Linked DNA regions of Mus musculus: regions 1 and 2 are each linked to region 3. The links are chromatin contacts, called in public HiChIP or PLAC-seq maps. All regions are on one chromosome and are shown on one strand. Each heading gives the region's core, a stretch centred on a gene start, on an enhancer-like site or on the middle of the called end of the contact. The rest is flanking DNA. Distances are from core to core; before and after follow the strand shown. Region 1 overlaps Tead1 (TEA domain family member 1). Region 2 overlaps Tead1 (TEA domain family member 1). Region 3 holds the start of Parvaos (parvin, alpha, opposite strand).

Region 1 (2,738 bases), core at 47-2,546, 310 kb after region 3:
CCGCGCTCTCCTTCCATCTCAAGTGCTGAACTGGCCTGTTGGCCAGCACGCTCTGCTCACTTGCCCAGTGACCCCTTCACGGGGGGATCTTCTAAATGTAATCAAGTCCCACTGAAATCGATGCGGTTTTGCTTGCCCAGTGGAATCACTGTGTTAGAGGCCTGTCTGGCAGTTTTTCCACACCCAGCATCACCCTCGGGGTGCCTGTTGGCCACAGTTGGCGACACCACTCTAGTGTTGTTCAGCAAAGCTGAGTGGTTTTTCAGACCAGATTTTTAACTGGCTGGCTGGTTGTATTCACACATCTCTTTTTGTAATAATATGCAGATCCACTTGGCTCCCAGGCGATTCCCAAAAGTGTGGAAGGATTAAAGACATTTTAAGGGGTTGGGGTGGGCGGGGAGGCTCTGCTAACTGGGTCCCATTTTTCTTTGAGATCTAATTTATGTGCCGGTATTATTTCAGCATTTGCCACAGAATCTAGAGTCCTCCAGGAGATCAGAATCCAGCTCACAGCCTCAGCTTTGATTCTGTAGAGCATGCTAATTTATGGACAGTCCTCTCTAAATTGAGGAAGGGGAATTTTCTTTCTCTCCCGATACTGAGATGCTGTAAATATTTTAATTTATCTCTACCCCCGCCTTTTTAAAAATTTCATAAAGAAAGCATCCCTCCTCTCTCTTCTTATGGCTCTCCAAATAAGGTTTTTCCCAGCACCCACCTCTCATCTCTCTGGGTGGGAACATGGAGACGAGCCTGCCTAAAGTTCTGAATCAAGTCACTGCCACGAGGACCCTGTCCATAGAGCTTTAGAGAGGTGCTGGGGGCTTGGTGTCTGGCTGGGACTGTATGTTCCTAACTGCAGAGCTTCGTTGAGATGCAAATAACCTCCCCTACCCCACCCCTCCCAAGGAATAGCGATTTTATATTTGATTTCCTTTTTTTGTTTTTGTTTTTGTTTTTTTTTGTTTTCTTTTTTTCTCGTTTTGTTTCCCCCGCATAAACCCGAAAAATGTAGGTGTCTAGTCATATACAGGTCTTAGCAAGAAAGAAAGTTCGAGAAATTCAAGCCGCCATTAAGGTACGTCTGGCTTGCCCAGTTGTAGGGGGCTTTTCATCTCCATGGTTACAGGCTTTTCCTTTGTTTTCCTCCCTTCCCCTACCCTGCAGGTGTCTAGTCACATTCAGGTTCTTGCCAGAAGGAAATCTCGTGATTTTCATTCCAAGCTGAAGGTATGCGCTTTTCTGCTTTTTGGCTCGTGGTTGCTATGCACCTCACTTCCTGTTTTCCATGGTGACTGGTGAATGCCTGGCGCTGGGATTCTTGTAACCTAGCTTCCTAGCATGTGAGGGCTGTTTACATTTCTTTGTGTCTAATCTCTCTGTTTTTGTACGGGCCTCACGTTAAACTCTGTGTGTGCGCGAGTGTGTGCAAGTTTCCCAGTAACAACGCAATCGCAGTCGCAGCAGAGAGCTGATCTCAATAACTTCAGCACAGAAATGCAATTAAAAGAAGAAAAGAAAAAGAAAAAGAAAAAAAAAATCTTCTAATAACTGTCCTGTAGCAATTTGAGAATCAGCTAATGGATAGTCTAGTATAACCTTAAAAATAAAATAAAATAAAAATAACTGAAAAGGATGAAATTGTCTCCAGTTGTTGTGAAATGACTTTTATAATACATTTAGCACTGATTCTAATTTATGGTTTTGGATTTTTAAAAAAAAAAATTAATGTATCTTTTTTTTTTTTAAAAAGGGCTGGAGAGATGGCCCAGAGAACCCTGGTTTAATTCTCAGAATCCTTATAGCACCTCACAATTGTCTATAACTTGAGTTCCAGGGGATCCAATGCCATTTTCTGGCCTCTGCCAGCAAAACACACATATACATAAGATAAATAATAGTAATTTGAGAAAATACATTTTTATATGTATCTCCTTCAACACAAATTGTCTTCCACATTGTCTGATATGCTGTTTTTTTAGTGGGTCTCCTTAGTAGAGAAAGCTAAACCAGACACTGTGGCTTATACCTGTGATCCCCGTAGAAAAGAGGCAGGGAGGGGCTGGTGAGATGGCTCAGTGGGTAAGGGCACCCGACTGCTCTTCCGAAGGTCTGAAGTTCAAATCCCAGCAACCACATGGTGGCTCACAACCACCCGTAATGAGATCTGGTGCCCTCTTCTGGTGTATCTGAAGACAACTACAGTGTACTTACATATAATAAATAAATAAATCTTAAAAAAAAAAAAAAAAAAAAAAAAAAAAGAAAAGAGGCAGGGAGCATGGCTACAAATTTATAATGAGATACCATCTCAAAAATACAGAAGAGAGCGCTGGCATGGTGGTGCATGCCTTTAATCCCAGCACTCAAGAGGCAGAGGCAGGTGGATATCTATGAGTTCCAGGCCAGCTTGGTTCACAGAGCCAGTCTAGGACAGCCAGGGCTCTGTTACACAGAGAAACCTTATCTCAAAAAACAAAATAAACACAGAAAAGAGAGAAATAAAGAAATCTGCAGATATGGCCACAGGCAAAAACAAAACAATAAGACAAAACCTAACGATGGTCTTGAAGATAAGATAATCAAGCCTGCTTCATGTTGAGCTTTTTTTTTTTTTTAAATATGGGGCACCATTTATAACCAAGAACCATCCACAGTAAGAAATAACTAAATACAAATTTAAAAATTAAGGCACTGATCATTTTAAATTCCGAGTTGCTTTTCCTGCTCCAGTT
Region 2 (2,807 bases), core at 224-2,723, 350 kb after region 3:
GTCACAAAGGAACCCTCTAGTCTGTTGGATGCTCAATCAAGATCCATTATCACCACTCTGTCTCACATTTAAAAGTAGGGGGCTAGAGAGAAGGCGGCTTGGAGCGTAGCAGTTGAAAGCATGAACTGCTTCTCCAGAGAACCAGAGTTCAGATCCCAACACCCAGTCGGTGACTCAGCACCACCCGTAGCTCCAGCTCCCACAGATCAAACACCCCTGGCTTCCCTGTACACCTGCACTCATGTACGCAGTCGTGCATGCACACAGTCAGGAAAAGAATAAAAATTATAATCTTTTGAAAGTAATACAAGTTAGTTACAAGTAATTCAAGAAGATAAAAGAATACGATATAAAATGTGAGACAGACTCTAGGCCCAGTTACCTGTCAACCCAGTCTGAGGGTTGTACATGGATGGATACAGTATTTGTATACAATTAGGACATTTTCTTACAGCAGTCAGCATTTGAGGATATGTCTTAGTTTTTGTTCTTTTTAGTAAAGATGACTCATTAGCATTAGTAGAATTATTGGGGGAGTAACTAACACTGAGGCCTTCCCATTTAAATTTAAATCCCAGAGCTAGTGTCTATGAGATCACTGGAACGCTTGTGTACCAAAGTACTGGTGATGTGTATCTGCCATGCAGGTTTCACTGGGTAACCTATAGCTTATTCACGTACAGCTGTTATTTCACTGTGTGTGATTGGTTGCCTGGTGGTTGTTGCTTATTTAAGAGGGACATTTCATGGATGGAATGTCCCTCTTAAATAAGCAACAACCTGGGAAAGTGGCAGCATTCTTTGTACACTGATGAACTAGGTAAGGTCAGGCCACCTCCGCTGGACGCCCAGGACTTCATTACCTGGCTCAGTTGGAAAGCAAGCAGTCTGAACAGAGACTTAGTTGGTAGGGCTAAGACCTTGAGTCTATGACAGTTCCAGCCTGAAGCCTACAGTGGGTCCTTACCTGGAGTTGTGTGGGTAATATTAATTGCATTTTTGTAAATGAATACTTGCATTGGTGGGAAATTTGCAATGCAAACAGACAGCCTTTTCAGACGAGGCTTATTGTAATTAGAGCAAGCTTTTAAGATTCTTTGAAGTACTGAATGTTTATGAAATTCAAATGGGGGTGTGCAGTCTGCACAATAAAGGGTCCCGGTGGTGTTTTTAAAAATCGTCTATTTTGTGGATGTAAATATATGCCATAATTAGTGGGAAGTAAGTTGAAGAGCTAGGCTGGCTGAGTTTATTCCTGTTATTCTTATTTAAAACAGCTGTGGCCTCTGCTTCAGTGGTGTTGTGTCAGGGCACACAGACTCCAGTGAATGGCTGCACTCAGGGGCCCACTTCCCTGCTGGCAGCCCCTTCCTTCCCTGTCCCCATAGGCAGGCTGTCTAACTGGAGCGGTGTCCAGCACAACGCAGGCCTCCCCTGCCCAGACCCCTGAATCCTGTGGGGTGGGCATGCAAATGAAGCAGTGTGGGAGGGCTCTGGGGCTGCCAGCTCTCTCCAAACCTACCCCCTCGCTCCCTAGTTAAGCTCAGTCTCTCAGGGCCCCTTTGCCCTGTGCAGAGCAATTGTCCTTTGGCGCCTGTGGGAGCAGCTGCAAAGCCCGCAAGGCGTGCCCTGCCTGGCCTAGCCTCACCATGTGGCAGGCCTGGACAGCCGCCCACAGCAAGGCCCAGCTCCTGGTGCCGCCTGCCAAGCAGCCAGATGCTGCCATTGGGAAAAAATTGCTTCACAATTTGAAATCTTGGTCCTTTGATCATGGCTCAGAGAGGATGCAGAGGGGAGATTCAAAGTGGTGGTTTGAAAACGGCCCATCCATCAGTTCCCATTACACTGGCTCTTGTCAAGGACAGTCCTGGATGGTTTTCATTTCTATAACCTCATAATTCCTGCCCAGCCCTCTGCACACTCAAAAATGAAGGGAGATAAGTTGGAAGGGTATGTCCACAGGCTGCCCCTGCCCCTTTATGTCTTTACCTTAGGGGTTCTCTCCTTACTCACCCAGCAAGCTTTGCCTTGTTAGCCTGTGACACCGCCAAGTGTCCTTTCTATGTGGGCTGTCAGCTCCCTTGTAGCCAGTTCTCCAGAGGCCACAGGGTTTGCAGGGACAGTTTCTCTGTCCTTGGCCCTTTGCCCTGTCCCCTCTTCAGGGTCTGGATCCCACACACCTAGACCAGGCTTCATTTTAAAGATTTTTTTTTTCTCCCTACCCAAGACAGGGTTTCTCAGTGTAACAGTCTGACTGTCCTGGAACTCTCTTTGTAAACCAGGCTGGCCTTGAACTCACAGAGATCCACTTGCCTCTGCCTCCCAGGAGCTGGGATTAAAGGCATGGACTACCACACTGGACTGATAATTGCATTTTTCATGTTTGCCCCAAAGCACAGGTCTCCCCCCCAACCCCTAATCCATGAAATTGAACAGTGAACCATAGCTTTGAATAAATAGGTATATTGAATAAGAGGACAATGAGGAGAAGCCATGCCTTAAGTGTCTCATGTAGCAAAGGCTGGCTTTGAACTCCTGATCCTCTTGCTTTTGCATCCCATGTGTAGATTATAGGCATGTGCCAACATTCCTGGTTTATGAAGGCAAAAGACTAAACCTAAATCCTCATGCATAGTAGTCGAGCACTCTCCCGACTGGGTTACATCCCCAGCCCCAGCGGTATATTTTTGTTGGTATATTTTTGTTTGTTTGACCTGCCTTTGACACCTGCCTCTGCCCCTACCCTGCTTTCCAGAACTTGCCTACAAACAGATCTTGGAGCCTTTAATCCACTCAGCGTGTTAGTA
Region 3 (2,700 bases), core at 152-2,651:
TTGAGTGAATATAATTAGGGATCCTGCACAGGGAGCCTCAAACTCATTATGTATGGACTTGAACTTAGGATCCTCTTGCCTCCCCTCCACAGTGCTGGAGTTGCTGTGTGCACCCGTCCCTGGAGATGGAACCCAGGGCTTCAAGTGTGCCAGCCCAGCCCCACCCACCAGCCCAGCTCCACCCACAACCCTCTTTCACCTTTAGAAAACTTTTTCCATTCTTTTTTCCATACTTGTTTCTCTCCTGGGGTTCTTGGGGTTCCCAGGCATAGAAGTTTAGGGTTCACCAAGTCCTGTGGCTATCCTGTTCTTTCTGGGGAGAAAGAGGAGATTAAGTTACTATCAAGTACAGACCTATGCTATCCACGTAATCCTTATCCCCATGCACTAACTGGGTAGACTGTCCCTGGTCCATCTGCTCTTCCAGCTTACATAGTAAGGGGTGGTTTCCGGGGCAGCAGCTCACCAGTATCAACAACGTCCTCCCCCTCTTTTCCTTCCTTCTTGACAACTTCAGCATGTTAGCTTCTTCGGGCAGACTTACCTCTTGGCTATAAAAGAACCATAGCAAAGTTATACATAAAAGCCCAATACAATGCTGGAGAGAAGAAAGGAAAAAGACTTACCTTCCATGGGACTCTTTCTTAAATGGGGGGAGATTATTCCTAGAAACTCCTAGAACTATTTCCACTCAAAGCTCTGACTAGAGTTGTATCATATGGCCCCCGAGGCAAGGGTGGGGAGCATCATTACTGACTTGAAGCAATCAGGATCTCACTCTAGACCCAGGAGGGCAGGTGGATCCTAGATGAAAATGGGGGTTCTTTCAAAAGGATAAACACGGGAGGAAAACAGACGAACGGCTTCAGCTCTAACTGCAGGAAGCCACATCAGGTCCTCCGGCTAATAAAACCAGAGCAGGATTCGAATCCACCTCTTCAAGTCCCCAAGCCTGCCTCTGCTGGATGTGGACCTCATTTCAGATGGCATTTTCTAGAAAATAAAATGAGATGAAGAAACCCCTTTTCTTGGAGTGAACTAAGGCAATCTCTGCGCCTTCGAAGCCGGCTCTTCCGCTAGCCGTTTAGGGCTTTTATTAAGTTATGACTAATGGCGGGTGAGCAGCTAGAGACTGCACCCTCGGGCCGGGAGCTTCAACCCATTCTCTAGAGTAAACAACATCTTCAGATTCTGCGCCGCCGAGAAAATTCAATCGCGGCCCTTTGTCTTTCCCAGCTCAGGGCCTGGCAAGCAGGCTGCTGCTGGGCCCTGCTCGGGTTGAATAGAAAGGAACCTTCCAAAGCAGGGCGGGCTGTTTTGGGAAAGTGGCTGCTAATGGGGCCTCGTGGGGCGGGGGCCAGGCGCAGACTGAGCAGTTTGCATATTGGCTTTTCCAAACAACTGGCTCTGAGTCAGCGGTTAATGGAACGGGAATGGGGTTCCTGCCCAATGGTTTCTTCCAAACACCCATTTCCAATTGTAAGCATATCTCAGCCTTTCTTCTGGGGCTTGTTATGTCTCTGTGAGTGAATTGAAGAGGCAGGCCAGAGGGCGGGGTTCTGACTGTAGCTGTGTTCATCTGCAAACATTCTGAACAATGCTCTCGGAGGGGAGACCTCATTCAGACCCACCTTTAAGAGTCCCGGCTGGGAATATCATCTTTCTAGTCAGATGGAGATATTTTAAGACCACTGTGTTTATTCTCTGGCTCTAGCTACATTTGGGGCAGAAGTGGATTTTCTTCCTTCACAAAATGCGGACTGGTCAGGAATAGTGTAATCTTGTAATCTCAGCACCCAGAAAGCCAAGGCAAAAGGACTGCTGCAGGTTTGAGGCCATCATGTGCAACATAGTGAATCTGGGAGCAGCCTGGGCTACCTGGCAAGACTCTGTCTCAAAAGAACAAAACAAACGCTACAAATTCTATCTCAGAAATGCACAATAGTGCACGCAGAGTCGGGCTAAAGTTCAGACTAAAGGGTAAATGACTCTTGGCCCAACACTCTCCCACGACCCCACCCTCACCCCCACCCCCACCCCAACAACATGAAGGCCTTTTTAAAACTCCTTGGGTAAATTCTGCATCTGCATCTAGCCTGTTCCCTAAACAGTGATCTTTGCAGTCTGAGTTACTTAATCAATACATACTCGCCAGGTACAGAGTATTAGAGGTATCATCTTAAATAGTAGCAGCAGCTCATATATCCATGGTTCTTTCCAGGGACCAGGAACTCATTTTATCTTCTCAAGAGATCTAAGAAGTTGGCAATATTATTTTTACTCCCATCATGTAGATGAGGAAACTGAGGCACAGGAAATTAATGGGTTTGTCCAAGGTCACATAGCAGAGAAAGTGGTAGAGCCTGAGTTTGAATCTAGGCATCTAGTTCCTAAGCACGTGCTATCTGACCTCTTTGGGAATCTGATAGTAAACAGAGGACAAAGTGTCCCCTGGCTAGAGTGAGGCTCAGTTGGAAGAGTGCTTCCTAGCATGCACAAAGCCCTGGGTTCAGTTCCTAGCACCACATTACCACAGAGCTGATTATACATGCTTCTGATCCCAGCACCACGAGGTAAAGGCCAAAGTTCAAGGTCACTTTGCCTGCTGCTATGTGAAAAACTTTTCCTGGGGAGGCATAATACCCACATCTACTCATCCCAGATAGGAAACCCATGACAGACCAAAGTACAGATATCACC

What was found. HiChIP or PLAC-seq counts read pairs in DNA pulled down with a chosen protein or histone mark.
Region 1: an H3K27ac HiChIP or PLAC-seq map of embryonic stem cells shows a contact between it and region 3, with 11 read pairs. The contact joins the enhancer-like site here to the promoter of Parvaos in region 3. A contact is called at or near these places in 1 of 15 datasets of contacts at CTCF or cohesin (the NIH/3T3 cell line), 1 of 484 Hi-C or Micro-C datasets (nephron progenitors), 6 of 115 datasets of contacts at active chromatin or transcription factors (embryonic basal ganglia, embryonic hindbrain, embryonic stem cells and 2 more) and 2 of 9 other capture datasets (liver and pancreatic islet).
Region 2: an H3K4me3 HiChIP or PLAC-seq map of embryonic basal ganglia shows a contact between it and region 3, with 3 times the contacts expected there. The contact joins the enhancer-like site here to the promoter of Parvaos in region 3. A contact is called at or near these places in 1 of 39 promoter capture datasets (embryonic stem cells), 1 of 15 datasets of contacts at CTCF or cohesin (the NIH/3T3 cell line), 2 of 484 Hi-C or Micro-C datasets (embryonic stem cells and nephron progenitors), 7 of 115 datasets of contacts at active chromatin or transcription factors (astrocytes, embryonic basal ganglia, embryonic stem cells and 2 more) and 2 of 9 other capture datasets (adipose tissue and pancreatic islet).

What each region holds. Positions count from the first base shown.
Region 1 is chr7:112,840,870-112,843,607 of GRCm38.p6, forward strand. Tead1 (TEA domain family member 1) reads left to right here. Exons shown (of 13, transcript NM_009346.4): 4 at 1,171-1,233. Among named protein-coding and RNA genes, the nearest start is that of Rassf10, 110 kb to the right of the region's middle. Within about 2 kb of position 1,297, at least 98 of the 459 cell types and tissues checked have an H3K27ac peak or open chromatin away from gene starts, as enhancers often do. A contact at or near this core is called in embryonic stem cells and forebrain, where this site is marked.
Region 2 is chr7:112,882,473-112,885,279 of GRCm38.p6, forward strand. The region is part of intron 10 of Tead1 (TEA domain family member 1); the gene reads left to right. Among named protein-coding and RNA genes, the nearest start is that of Rassf10, 70 kb to the right of the region's middle. Within about 2 kb of position 1,474, at least 112 of the 459 cell types and tissues checked have an H3K27ac peak or open chromatin away from gene starts, as enhancers often do. A contact at or near this core is called in astrocytes and embryonic basal ganglia, where this site is marked.
Region 3 is chr7:112,534,282-112,536,981 of GRCm38.p6, forward strand. It overlaps Parvaos (parvin, alpha, opposite strand), which reads right to left and starts at 1,402. Exons shown (of 5, transcript NR_154467.1): 1 at 627-1,402; 2 at 467-551; 3 at 200-313. The region is part of intron 1 of Parva (parvin, alpha); the gene reads left to right.